2 separate regions of the Triticum aestivum genome follow, and region 1 is linked to region 2. Evidence: chromatin contacts called from public Hi-C data. All regions are on one chromosome and are shown on one strand. The core of a region is the stretch at or near the end of the contact, and the rest is flanking DNA. Distances in the headings are between cores, read along the strand shown.

Region 1 (7,163 bases), core at 3,395-5,894, 270 kb before region 2:
TTCTGATGATGAGGATGATGATGATTACGACGAACATTTGCAAGAAGCAAGGCGCAGAAGGAAATTTGTTCCTTGTTGGGCTCGGTACGTGAACTGACTATGAATTTTGCACATTATTGACAGCAGGATTCTCTGCTTTAATACTGATAAGCATTTCAATGTGAAGGACAAACTGAAAGTATTTTCCACTGTGGTCCTTGAATAAATGGCATACTACCATTTGCTAACTTATTTTTTGAATATATAAAAATGTTTTTTGGGGGTTCCATTTCGCTTGGTATTGCATATTAAGTCGAGCCTATTGATGACATGGTCTTCATGTTCAATTTGCAGAAAAGAAAACTTGGATAGCATCTTACTATCCAATAAAACATTAAACCCCAGAGAAATTTTTGCACGGAAGCTGTCCTTCAACATATCTGAAGGTAACATCCAGTTGAATTTTTTTTTCTGCCAGCAAATTTACTCGTATAATTGCCAGTGTTGACTCCTCCCCGCCTGTTGTGTGCAGTTCTTTCGGCCCGCAGCGCGCCTTAAGATAGGCTTCCGTTCCATTTGATTAAGTAGCGGTAATATGTCATTGCTGTTCTTCTGGCCTCCATTTCGCCTTGGCAGTCTGTGGTGAACATTGCTGACCAGCAATCTCTCTCTTTCGTAACCTGTAAGCTAGGAATGATGTATGTAGGAGAACATTGCTGTACCACTTGACTAGTTACTTACCTAGCATCGATCGTTGCTTGGCCAAGTTGTAGTTTGTTTATAACGGCTCCCGTCACGTTATTATTTGACGGAGATTGAGTATGTATTGGAGTGGCAGCAATGTCCAAGGAGAGTAGGCAGTAGCAGTAAAGTGAGCTCCTGTGTCCGATGAGGAAAGTTGGACTGTTTTGTAGTGGAAATTCCATTTCATTTCATTTGTTTAGTTGGTGTCAATCGCAACTGAGAGGTGGGTATCAGCTGCGAGTTAGTGTAGAGAAGATGACAGTCTGATAGCCCATCGCGTGACTGGAATAGGTCGACAGGCCAGGTACGCTATCAGCCTCAGTGCGCGTCACGAGCTCACGGTTGCGTCACATTGGAGATGCAATCGCATGCTAGTACGAAGGGCGGCCAAACCAAATAGACCTGCTGTTGCCAACCGCCGCACGCCGCCGTCCCCAGACGGCGACCGAAAACAAGACGTCGTCCTCTTACGGCGACCCGTGCTTCCATAGATAGCTGGATCAAGACGGGCACGGCGTGTAAACAGAGCTGCGCGCGAACCTGCACCAGTCGCCACCTGACCGATCGACCCAGGCGCGCTACACTGGGCCGTTGGTTACCTGCAGCGAAAATAGCCGTCCTTGGCACGACCGTGACCCCTCCCAGACGTTCGGTGCACCGTGTACGTCGCTGTTGGAGCACTTGGATTTTGGTGTGACGAAAGATAGAAGACGACAGGGTGGTACAGTATCGCACCATCACTTGATCGGCCGTTCCTCCTTGAGCTGATATTTCTGAAGCTGAAGCCAGGTCCTTGTCGCCGGCTCGCTGCCTGTCTGTGCTCTTGTATCTCTTGTTTCGTGTGCATTCGAGGGGAGGGGTCGATCGTGATGCTGAGGTGAACAGGTCGCGACGAAACGGCGGTGCGGTGCCACCTCTTGGTCATGCTGGTGAACGCATCTCGCTTTCGTGCGCGCCCCCGCCGAGGCGATCAATTTGTTGTTTTCTCCTGTATGGCTGTATGTAGGGTAGAGCGAGCGGGCGGTGCTCCTTAAACCTGGCCCCGTCGACGTGCGGCGTTGTTCTATGTAGTAGGAGTACTATGTTCACCGTACACGTACGTATAGTACATGTGGGGACGCGAGCCAGGAGCACCGTCAGGCTCTTCTTTCCAGAGATGTCAACACCAGCAGGCACCAGGCAGCGTAAGGAAATGAAAGCTTTGCATGCGAATGAACGCACGCACCTTGGCGGATCCGCACACGGTGATTCTCCGGATCTGGCCGGGAGAAACGGGCCCGGACGGTGGAGCTGTCTCTCTGACATGTGTGTTGTGTGGGACTCCAGTTGGCTCCCTCTCCTCTTCATAACGGGAGGTCTCGTTAGATCGGCCAACCGTTGTACAAACTGCGGCAATGGCACGGTTACAGGCTTACAGGTTACAGCAACCGCAGCAGGTAGTCCTAGACCGAGACGAGCATATTTTGGATGCATGGACCAGGCAAAGAGTAACAGCGAGTAGGAGTCGCGTTGCATTAAACTCGCTCCCTGCTAGCAAAGAGTAACAGCGAGCATATTCTGGTGACTTGCCTGTTGGGTGAGCCGAAGAATCGCCGGCCGCACTCACTGCACCGTGGGGTCGGGCATGTCGGTGGATCTTACTGGACCAGTCCCGACGCATGGTAACCGTGGCGCATGCGACGGAACAGAGCAGCATGGGTGTGTGCTTTCGAGGTTGAGAAGCACGGGTGTCTGTCTCTCAGACAAAGCATGGATGAGCGGTAAACACTACTATAGTTTAACCATCGCAAAAAAGAAAAAAGTTTAACCATCGCAAGTCATAAGTGACATGTGCTAAGTAGACTATCACTAGCTATAACTGATAGACGATAGATAGTACATAAACTTGAGTTCACAACACCTCGTTGCTAACGACAAGGGTTAAACTAGACGACCAAGACGAGAGAAATGACTCTTCTCATCTCAACTTGGCTCCTCTACGGCTGTATCTCGCCCATGACTCGGCCACGACCTCCGGCACCACCTTCCTCTCGGCCAAGGAGGACATCACCTTCGCCCTCGTCACCTTCTTCACCAGGAGCCGCCACGTCTTGTCCGCCTTCCCCGTCTGCGCCTTGGCCTTGAAATGGCTGCGAAAATCAGCCAACCACGGTGAAACGTTAGATCTCACTTCGTCACCAGACGTAAAAAAACAGCTATTAGGCGTGCGTCAGATCCGTCATGTGCGTTTGCATGGCGCTCTATTGGCGGCGTTCCCGTGGCCGTCCAAGTCGCTTTCATGCAAGAGGACGAAAGCCAGTACGTCCAATTTCTTCCTTGTATATTGTCAAGTACGAACCGATTTCCTTTCGCGGAAAGGGCGCCGGGCACCGATCGATCTCGCCAGCCTGGTTCTTGGCTGCCGATCTACCGCGCGTTTGCGGAAAGCGCCACGTTTGATGGAAAGCGTGTTTCTCCCGAATGCGTTTTCTCACCTGCAGAGCGGCACGCGGCAGGCCCGGTCCGGCCGGTCGCAGACGGAGGCGTGGAGCCGGAAGAGCTGCAGCATGCGCTTGCACCGCGCGCACCCACCGGGCGCCATCTTTTTCGGGCACGTCGCGAAGTGCCGCATCAGCACCTGCAGGCCCCGGCACGTGCACCCTGCCCTCGCGCACGGCGCGTCCGCGTCCGCGCAGCCGGCCTTGGCGCCGGAGTCGCCGGGGAAGATGTGCTCGAGGGAGGCCATGGCCTCGCCCAGCTGCCGGCACGCCTCCTGCGCGGCCCGCTCGCGCGCCCACCGCTCATTCCGCTGGTCGGCGTCCTCGAGGAGCGTGAGGAGCTCGAGCTCCAGCGCGGCGTCGTGGCGCCGCGCGAAGCGCCACCCGTCGGACTGCTCCACGGAGGCGAACTCCTTGGCCGCGAGGCGCGCGCACCGCATGTACAGCCGCGGCGCGTCGCAGAGCCTCGCCAGCTTCAGCATGTCCACGGCGCGCTCCGGCGTCAGGCGCGCCGACACGGCCGCCTCCGCCGCCCGCTTCAGCCACCCCACCCGGTACGCGTGCGCCAGCGCCAGCAGCTGCGCCCAGTTGGCGCCCACCGCCTCCTCCTCCGCGGGCACCACCTTGGACTTGGAGGAGTAGAGGAAGTGGATGAAGGCGTGGACGGCGTCGAAGGAGACGCCGAGGACGGGGATGGTGCACTCGGCGCCCCACCCGCGCTGCGCCCTGTCGATCATCCGCTCCAGCACCGGCGACGCCGAGGCCTGCATATCGCCGCCCGATTTGGAATTAGCCAACGATTCAACAACAACGCACAAGGCAAGATCCACCGCATAAATCAATCAAATAAGCGGCAGAGCGGCTTACAAGAACGTAGGAATGCGCGGCGATGCTCTGCCCGTCCGACGTCACGACTCGCATGTCCGCCGGCGACGCCCGGTAGGAATCGAAGCCCGCGCAGATCGTCATAGAATGATCGCTTCCAAACTCCAGCTAGCTAGTCCCCTCGTGAAGCCCCCGGATTCTCCTGGTGTCAACAAGGGCAACGGGATGCGTAGCGAAGCACCAAAGCGCCGAGAAACCCAAGAAACGGAGCAGATGGATCTCGGGGCGATGTGGAAAGAGAATGAGAGGAAGTCTCGAGCTCAGCGACAGCTATATAGTGTCGTGGACAAAGGTAGCCGACGACGACGTGTAGCACAGTGCGTGCACAGCTATCGTCAACTGAGGGCAACGGGAACAACGGGACGGGATGATCATTGGGAGCGGGCCGCGTTGTTCTGGACGGACGGAAATACTAATTAGCTAATCGCCGTTGATGCGTCGAGGCTGATGAGGATTTGACTCCAGAGGAGAGGATCTGAGTCAGAGAGGTGATCTCGGGGGCCGCCGACGGAGGGAAACCACCGGCAGTGGTTGAAGCAGGCGGAGCCGACGACCCCGATCGGACCACGTAGGCGCTTCGTGCGCCACCAGTTTAGGTGCGGAAAAGGGAACGGAGCTGTTGGGCGTTGGCGGCGTTTTGTTACTTTTTGGGTGTGGAGTTCAATTTTTTTAAAGGTTTTGGGTGTGGAGTTGATGACACGGATCCACGTTTTGTTTCTTCATATTTAATTTGTTTATAAGGATTCATTCATACCAAACGCGGTATTGATCGGAATTCGGAAGCTGTTAATTGTTATTGCCAACTTTCTTGGAGACGGAACTTTATCTTCATACTACATACGCAGACGTGATTGCGCAATGTTTTCTTTTCTCAGGCCACATGCTAATGCGTTTAAATACGATACTTGTATAGTGTTGGTATATTATGGCCTAGTGTAACTTTTGAGATGTTAATAATAGTGGGGCCCATCTTTTCTTTGGTACTCCTCTATACGGCAATAGCTGGCGAACGTTCCCAGGAAGGCACTCCCGGAGCGAACGAAACGTTAGTTGGGGAAGGCTCCATCCACCGAACCGGCATCCCTCTGTCGTATATTCGCTGTAGTGCGATTGTAGCATGACCACAGTTTGGCCCATGTATTGCACATGAAAAAAAGGCAGGCTCAATTAGTTCATTTTTTGGAAAAAAAATGCCATCAACAAAAAAAAAACATAAAATAAGATAAATGGGCTTTGCTAGACCTACGTAAATTTTGGTACAAAAGTTTCTTTTAACCGAATTTTGGTACAAAAGTTACTAAAGGGTGATGTGGGCTGGTTTGATAGGATTGCACCAGACCCCACCCTGAAAATGTGTGTGTGGGGGGGGGGGGGGGGGGGGGGGGGGGGGGGGGGGAGGGGGGAGGGGGAGATCAGTGGGATGAGGGAAGGAGACCTCGTTTTTTGTTGTACGTGTAGCATTTTTGAGGACAAATTTACAATTGGCATGTTGTAAACATATAAAAACAAATGCCATGTTGTACTCTATAAAACTACCATCCTCTGATTTAAAATTTTACCGTGGTATATTCAATGAATATTCCAAGGTAGCTACAATAATAAAATTGGCATGCTCTAATTTAGGACATGTATATAATGTATATATTAGGGAAATTTGCCAAGTTCGGGTAATTGCATATCGAAGGATACATGTAAAACACGTTTTGTTTCTTCATATTCAATTTGTTTATTTATAATCGGATTCATTCATACCAAACGCGGTATTGATCGGAATTCGGAAGTTCTTAATTGTTATTGCCTACTCTCTTAAATACTATACTCGTATAGTGTTGGTATATTATGGCCTAGTGTAACTTTTGAGATGTTAATAATAGTGGGGCCCAACTTTTCTTTGGTACTCCTTTATACGGCAATAGCTGGCAAACATTCCCAGGGAAGGCACCCCCGGAGCGAACAAAACGTTAGTTGGGGAAGGATCCATCCACCGAACCGGCGTCCCTCTGTCGTATGTTCGGTGTAGTGCAATTGCAGCGTGACAGCAGGTTGGCCCATGTAACACGCATGAAAAGAAAAAGGTATTCTCAATTAGCTCATTTTTTGAAAAGAAAATTGCCATCCACAAAAAAAAAAATCTGACATAAAAATAAGAGACACATAATTTACAATTGGCATGGTGTAAACATATAAAAACAAATGCCATGCTATATTCTATAATACTACCATCCTCTGATTTAAAATTTTACCATGGTATATTCAATGAATGTGCCAAGGTATCTACAATAAAAAATTGACATGCTCTAATTTAGGACATGTATATAACGTAAATATTAGGAAAATTTGCCAAGTTCGGGTAATTGCATATTGAAGGATACATGTAAAACACATGGGGGGTGGGTGGGGGGGGGGGGGCGGATTTGCCAACAATTAGTACTAGTGAAAATTTCCCAGCATGCCATTGTGAGTAATACAAATGGATTCCTACAAATTTGCCATCAGTAATGTATGTAATTTGCCATGTTCTAGAGAACACAACATCCGTAAAATTTCCATGTGACCAGTTCACTTAATTTCACAAATTGTCATGTTCTATAGATCGAAATTTATAAAATTGCCATGTGACAGCCAAAATTTCTCTAAAACATGGTAAAATGTAGGATTTCTTTGAAATTATTAGGAAAAACTGCCAAGTTCAGGTAATTGGATATTGAAGGATACATGTAAAACACATAAGGGGGGGGGGTGAAAATTTCCCTCTTGGGGAGGGTGTCTAACCTTGATTAACGCCATCCTAGCATCCATCCCATGCTACTTTATGTCGCGTTTCCTTTGGCCTAAAGTGTCGCTAGAGCTTTTGACAAAGATTTTGAGGGTCTTCCTCTGGCAAGGTTCCAATTCAGCCAAGGGAGGGCAGTGCCTGGTAGCATGGGAAACAACCTAAGCAAGCAAGAGGGCAGCCTTGGGATCAGGGACCTAGAGGCTCATAACAGATCCACGATCTGCAAGTTTGCAGCTAAGATTCTATGGGGCAGTGAGGTCCCTTGTTTCCAATGGTTTGGCGCAAGATACTGTCAACAATCC
Region 2 (7,276 bases), core at 624-3,123:
AATATGAGACGGGCATGGGAGGTGGCAGGGCGTTGTGTCCCATATGGGCCGGTTCATCTCTCATGTTCTACTCTTCCTAGCCGGAGTCCACACCTCCACTTTACGGGTCTTGAACCCCGCCGCCGTTCATGGAGACGGTGGATGGAGGACGTGGTCGCGGATGCGGAATACAAAGGAAGTGGATGGCCACCGCCGGCATATGATAGGTTTAGGGTCGAAATGTTTTTTGTTCTCAATGTTTAAAATATAATGAAAATCCGTGTTTGCATGAATGTCGTCCGATTTATATGAAATACGCCGAGTTGCATGAATTTCTTCTGGTTAGTTCAAATAGTTTTTGAAATGTATGTGGGCAGCGTTGGATGGTAGCCTCCGGCATTAGTGTCCGCAGACTGGTCTCCCTGTCCGCGGATGGGTGCCGGGGCAAATTTGCGGGTCGGCGTTGGAGATGCCCTTGTGTGGTTTTCAAACACTGTATGCATCGCTATGTACTAGTATTTTTTTAAAATAACTAAAGCATTGTATTGATAGCAACTTTCTCGATCAAGCCAACTTACAAAGTTTAGATGGTTATGTTCCTTGTGGTGAAACCAATCCATCATAATTCAAGTTCTGAACTTGGCAAGTTGGCAATGGTGCTCGTACTCTCTGAATTTATTATAGGTCTTCCCGTGATGTGCGCTCAATAGGAGGGACGTTCCGTAGACTACGAAGGCATCTACGGCGACTTCGTAAATCTTAAGATGATACGCCGGCTAAGTCTTTCGAAGATGCTCGTAGAAACAGGTGTGCGTGCGTGCATGCATTCACAGGGGGAGCGTGTGTGTGTGCGTAGTATGAGCGTCTACATTTGTACTTCCTCCGTCCGGGTTTATTGGCCGGGAGACCGCTTCTCTTGGACCAAGGCACATGATAATTTGCTCACGTTAATTATTTCATCCCACTTCCAATGCACTCTTTCACATTCTAGCTCCCATGTGCAGCAAATGAAAAGAATGCATGCAACGTACTCCCTCCGTTCCTAAATATAAGTATTTATAGAGATTCCACTATGGACTACATACGGGGCAAAGTAAGTGCATATACACTCTAAAATGCATCTATATACATCCGTACGTGGTTTATAGTGAAACATATACAAAGACTTATATTTAAGAACGGAGGGAGTATTTATTTTTCTGCCATGAAACTAGCAACAATGCCTCTCGCTACAACCAATAAAATGGCTCTAAAGCAAGGCCATATAAAAACGGCCATGCTTGTGATGCTTTTAGGCCCGATAAGCCCGGATAGAGGGAGTACTGTGTTAAAAAAAAAGGTTTTCCCGGCAAAGAAAACTTGATAGCTAGCCAATAGCGTTGGTGGTACAGATCGATAGGCGTGGTAGGATATCAGTCTCTACCGATACCACGATAAGCGAATCAAATCACGAGATCACATGGCGGAGAGCCGGAGTACGGACGAAGATAATGAAGCCACCCACCACCCGGAGGGACCCACGCCCGCCATTGTCGCGCCTAAACGTCGACCGGCCGGGCACAAGAAGAGGTGGCGTCATGAACGCGAGCGCCGAGGCCCGGAGCACGCACCATCGGTGGCGGAAGCAATACGAGCCGTCCTGGTCGCGGCGCCTAACACGAGAGATCGAGACGGCGCGCAAGTTGCACCGGTCGCCGTCTGATCAATCCGGGCCGCGATTGGTGCGTCGCCGGCCTCGAAGCCGACGGCCTCTATCGGCATTCTGAGCACCGTCCACGTCGCTTTCGGGGGCTTTTGGATCTCGGCGCGACGAAGACGAAGAGGACAGGGCGGTATCGCCGGGACCGTGCGTTCCTGCAATGATATTTTGTTCTGCCTGTTTTTTTACCGGCCAGGCCTGTTCATTTGTGCGCGCGTAGAGATCACAGATCTGTCCTGTGCTCTTTTGATTTGTCGTGAGCTTCACGAGAGAGAGCGCCGGATGTCGACGAAATGGCCGTACTATAGCTACGGCTTGGTAGGCCACTGTTGGTCGTCACATGGTGGTGCAGGTGCGTGCGTGGCCCGGGCGGGACTCGGGGAGGCAGGCATGCATGGGCCCAGATGGTACGAGAGGCAGTTGGCATCGGGGAGCTAGCTATATCTGCGCAACAGATTCTCAAAAAAAAAAAAAAAGCTATGTGCGCAACATATATAATAATCGTCGCCTCGCCATGTTACTGGACTCCAGCTGGAGCAATGGTTTCCATGCAGCATATGCCCCATCTCTCTGCTCACTGTTTATGTAGTACATTGCCCATCTTATAGGGAAAAGTCAGCTATTTGTGGCAAACCTCACAGCTCAGGATCGAGCTTAGGTCCGGGGCGTCAACATATGATCTACGTACAGCGAAAGTTACGTCTGAAACCAACCCCGTAAGGGCATGTACAATACATAGCCTCAAGGTGATGTCTCGCATGCCATGTAGGATCGGATATAACGAAAAGTAGGTTCGGACAGGGAAGCTTACCGTAGAAAACGACGTTTAATCTTGCAGTCCGGTATATACATTCATTCATTCATGTTTGGCAACTGCACGCATGGGCCAGGAGGTGAGCAAAAAGAGCAGTGTGGTACCACCCTTTCCGTGTGGTCCGGTCCGTGGACGGCAGATCACCGCTGGCCGCGCGCCCTGTACTCAGTGGGGTCGGGTCGGGGCACGCCGAATGATTCGACGGAACGTGCCTGTTCGCTCGGACGGCCCCTGCCACGCTCATCACATGGGAGTAAACTAGCAGGGGTGCTACAGCCTTCGTCGTCTCGTGTGATGTGAAACACACGAAGCGTTATTTTTTCCGTTTCAAGATTGCACGTGGTTGGGATGGGTCGCCCAACTGAAAGCGTTGCCCGCACGAGATGTTAAACTATTTTTAGTACGAGTCGATTTTTGATAGTATTAATACTTTAGACTCCGGGTCGTAGGAATTGGAATTGGAGCACATGCCTACGGACCCGTCCGCCGGGATCGGACTATCGACGTCGGCCACTACTCAGCCAGCTCGGCGGACTCCGGGCCGGCGAAATGCTGGAGGGTGGAAGCAACTCCCAAAACAGACCAAACACTTCCCATGCGGTGCTCTTATAGGGCGCCTTCAGTGCCGGACAGAGGGACTGGCAACCACGCGTCCGCGAGCTGGGCTGGCCCAAATTGCCTCGTTTGCTTGTCCCACATCGCCTGGTCCACTCGATCGCGGTTGACTGGTTGACGGTTCACAAGTTGAGTGCTCAACCGCTTCTTGATTTGTGCATGTCATCCATTCGAAGGGGTCATGCTAATCTTCTCTATATCGTTTCAATTTTATTGAATGCCCCCAAAGAGTCAAGTGGTCAACTGTTGATCTTTGAAAAACTAAGATTTTTAATATATATATATATATATATATATATATATAGGAAAAGTAAAAATAATAAAAAATGTCATGAATTAAAAAATGTTCACAAATTTTGAAAGAGAGTTCACAAGCTTCAAAAAAGTTCATCATTTTGAAATTAAGTTCATTGACTTTGAAAAAAATCATCGAATTTGAAAAGGCTCGTTGAATTTGAGAAAAAAGTTCATCAATTTGAAATGGTACATCAATTTTAAAAAAGTTCATTAATTTCAAAAAAATAAGTTCACAAATTGGAAAAAGTTCACATTGTTTGAAAAAAAGTTCATGAATTTGAAAGAAAAGTTTATCAAATTTAAAAACAAGTTCATAGATTTGAAAAAAATGTTCACGCACTTAGCAAAAATGAAAGAAAAAACCAAACAAGACAACTCCCAAGAAAAAAGAAAAAAAGAAAAGGATGAAAATGCTCTAAGTAAACACTAACGGGTGAGTTGGCCGAGTGGTTGGGGCAACGCCCATATAGAAGTGAGATCACCGGTTCTAACCACACCCTTGCTAGCAATTTTTTGTGTTTTAAAAACAGATATATATTTTTTTGAAAATGACCTGGCCCGGTGTGGAGGAGAGGGTGTGTGCCCAATTGGGTGAACACTTAAAACGGGTGCTTAAGCACCGTTTAGGAATTTACCACAAGACGGTGAACTTGAGGCTCGGCCTCCATCCTACTCGCTGGCTTATCCTGCGTTGAGCATCGACCAATGGTGGGACGATCTCCTCTCGCTTGTTTACGATCCCAGCGGCGAACTTACCGACACTATCGGGCACATTTGGAAGGAAATGAACCGATGTATTTTCATGCTGCAAGGCAAACCTATAAACCTTTAGGGAGGTCCCCGATCAGGCATTTGCGGTCTTTGCGGCCACCAGATAGACTAGATCATTTACATTCGTACTACTTCGGAAAGCATGCAACATGCCCTTTTATGAGTGCTGCCTTTTTTATGCGGGGGGGGGGGGGGGGGGGGGGGGGTGCAACCTATTCCACACACGCTTTGTAAGAATCTAGACATGCTTCATCTTCCTCTCCTTGAGAGGTGGTGCTCCAATTACTCGGGAAAAAGATTGCAAGAGTTCTTTTACATGAAGATTGCCAGAGTTTTTATACTTCAAAGTTGAAGTTTTCTTTCTTTCTCTTTGAGAGCGAGCACAAAGTTCAGATGGATATGCATCGTGGGCCAGAAGCCACCCGACTAACCACCAGCAAACTACATGCAGTCTAGCAAGCCCAGCATCCTTTTGTATGAGGCATATGATATCGACAACCCCATTCAGTAACTACCACGGACAGTACATACGCACTGGCTAGGGAGGAAACACTCACCTCCCCCCCCCCCCCCCCCCCCCCCTCAACATTTTTCGGTTTCATTTTGCTTTTTATTTCATTCTACCAAATATTTCAGGATTTAAGAAAGTAACAAATTTGACAAACAGTTGCAAATTTTGAAAGAGAACAGTTTGAGAAATCATAAAATTTTCGTGAATTAAAACTGTTCATTATTTTAAAAAATGTTTGGAAAATCATGAAATGTTAGCGGATACAAAAAATGTTCATAATTTTTTATTAAAAGATCGCATATTCAAGTATGTTCATTGATTTTGAGAATATGTTTGAGAATTCTAAAAAAATTTCGTGAATCTGAAAAACTATTCACGAATTCATAGAATGTTATGATTTTCTAAATGTTCATAAAATTTAAAGAATGTTTGCCACTTTCAATTATCTAAATTTTTTAAAAAAATTGAAAAAATAAATCATTGAAATGAAAAATGTTTGTCAAAACAAAACAAAAAATGTTCGTGAATTACAAACATTGTTCCCAAATTTTAGGAAAAGGTTCACCGATCTAAAAAAATGTACACAAGTTTTGAAGGAATGTTCACAATTTTAAAATTTGTTCATGAATTTAAAAATCTCAATTCCTGGAAAAATGTTTGAAATGTGAAAATAGTTCACAAGTTTAGAAGAGAATGTTCGCAAAATGAACAGGAGAACGAAAAAAGAAAGGAAGAATAAAATAAAAGAAAGAAAGAGAAACAACAAAGTAACGAAAATGAAAAGAAAAAACGAATATGAAGAAAATGAAAATGTATAAAAAGGAAAAAGAGAACCAGAAAAAAAACAAGAAAAAAGTCTTCAAGGGAGTTAAAAAAACATCCCTAACCGTTGGGAAAAAAAATCGAGAATGGGCAGTAATGTTTCCAGATAAGGTTTTTCATTAGGCTTCGCTTTAAAACCAGATTTTGTGAGGGAAGTTACAAAATCGTGGAAAAAATACGGAAATCATTGCTTGTAAATTTCAAAATGTACATAAAATATACAAACTCTTCGTGCAATCAAAAAATGTTCACAAAATTTACAACAATTGTAAATTAAAAAATAGTCATGAATTCTCAAAAAGGTTTACGAGTTCAAAAAAAGCCACAAAGTTTGAAATATGTTCATGAATTCAAAAACAGCCACGAATTGGAACTCAAAAAAAAATTCACGAAACATGAATTCAACAAATATCCATGATTCATCAATTCAACAAAATGTTCATGGATTTAAAAAAAATCAAGAACTCGTGATAAATTTTTGTACGAGTTCATAAATATTTGCAGATTGAAAAAATGTTCATGAATTAAAGAAAATTTAATAGGTTAAAATTGTTTACGAATATGAAAAATCTTATTGAATTATAAATATTTGCAAATCAAACACAAAAATTTAAAAATTATGAATTAATGGAAAAAATGATGTATGAAAAGACTGATCAATAAGCCAAAAAAATCCGGTAGTGATGAAAAGAAAAAAGAATGGTCTGAAAGACTCTCAAAACCACCAGCCTAGAAGCTTCCCAAAACCTGATTAGATGCTCACAAGAACCTTCTAAAAATGCTCGCTCTGGGCACATCCTCTTCATTAACGCGCCAGCCCGCTCAGCGGTCGCTGTTATCGAGTTACAAAATTCTGCTCACCATAAGCAATATGGCACTTGTAATTTTAAAACTTGTCACATGGAAAAGTTTACACAATTTTCGTAATTTCCATGTACCAAATAAAACATGTTTAGAATGGCATTTTTTGCTTTTTTGGTGTAGAAGACATGATAAATTTTTTTAAAATGTTTTGTAAGAGTCACGAGGCAAATTTTAGAAGTTGTCAAGTTTAAATCAACTTAACAATTATTTTTCCTGTTTTTGTCTCAGGTCACATGGCAATTCTATTTGTGACATTTCTGGATTAAAACTTGTCTCATGGCAATTCTAGATATGACAATTCACATGGCAAATTCATAATTTACACTATGGTAATTTTATTAATTAAAAATCATGGCATTTTCATTTATTAAACCATGGCAAATTTAACAATTAGAACATGGTAGTTTTGTTGTAGGTAGCATGCAGTTTTATTGTTTGCACCATGGCTTTATTAGTCAGACCACAATGGTTTCATTGTAGGTGGCATGGACTTTCATTATTAACATCATGGCATTTTATTAATTAGACCACGGTAGTTTTATATTTGTCATGGCAACTTGTATGAATAATAGTCGTCATACAAAATGGAAATTAAAACATAGTTTTTGCATAGAAATAAATATTTATTGACTTCAATTTCATAAGTATTTGGAGAAAACTTTTTCTTCTTAATTTTCCATGTGAACACTTCACATTTTCCTAAAAATTTCATGAGTTACAGAACATTTTTATCTTAAAGTTGCCATTTGAGGTAGCACCCAAGTAAAATGGGCACTTTTCAAAAGCACGAGGGGTGTGGGAAGAATTTTCGTGATAACTATAGCTAACATAAAATTAATTGCCAAGGCAACTAATAATATACACTACATTTTCCATGGTAGTATTTACTATTCAATGCGTGCCA

The links. Hi-C and Micro-C count contacts between places; a contact is called where the count stands out from the background.
Region 1: a contact with region 2 is called in a Hi-C map of leaf, with 10 times the contacts expected there. The contact joins the promoter of LOC123045781 here to the enhancer-like site in region 2. A contact is called at or near these places in 4 of 5 Hi-C or Micro-C datasets (leaf and root) and 1 of 1 datasets of contacts at active chromatin or transcription factors (leaf).

What each region holds. Positions count from the first base shown.
Region 1 is chr2B:520,917,242-520,924,404 of IWGSC CS RefSeq v2.1, reverse strand. It overlaps LOC123045781 (BTB/POZ and TAZ domain-containing protein 2), which reads right to left and starts at 4,644. Exons shown (of 3, transcript XM_044468956.1): 1 at 4,068-4,644; 2 at 3,198-3,964; 3 at 2,478-2,852. The coding sequence starts at 4,169. The coding sequence ends at 2,681. It overlaps LOC123045783, which reads left to right. Exons shown (of 9, transcript XM_044468957.1): 7 at 1-84; 8 at 334-425; 9 at 512-801. The coding sequence ends at 537.
Region 2 is chr2B:520,640,703-520,647,978 of IWGSC CS RefSeq v2.1, reverse strand. It overlaps the pseudogene LOC123047734. Among protein-coding and RNA genes, the nearest start is that of LOC123045780, 7.5 kb to the right of the region's middle. Within about 2 kb of position 1,873, at least 7 of the 8 cell types and tissues checked have an H3K27ac peak or open chromatin away from gene starts, as enhancers often do. A contact at or near this core is called in leaf and root, where this site is marked.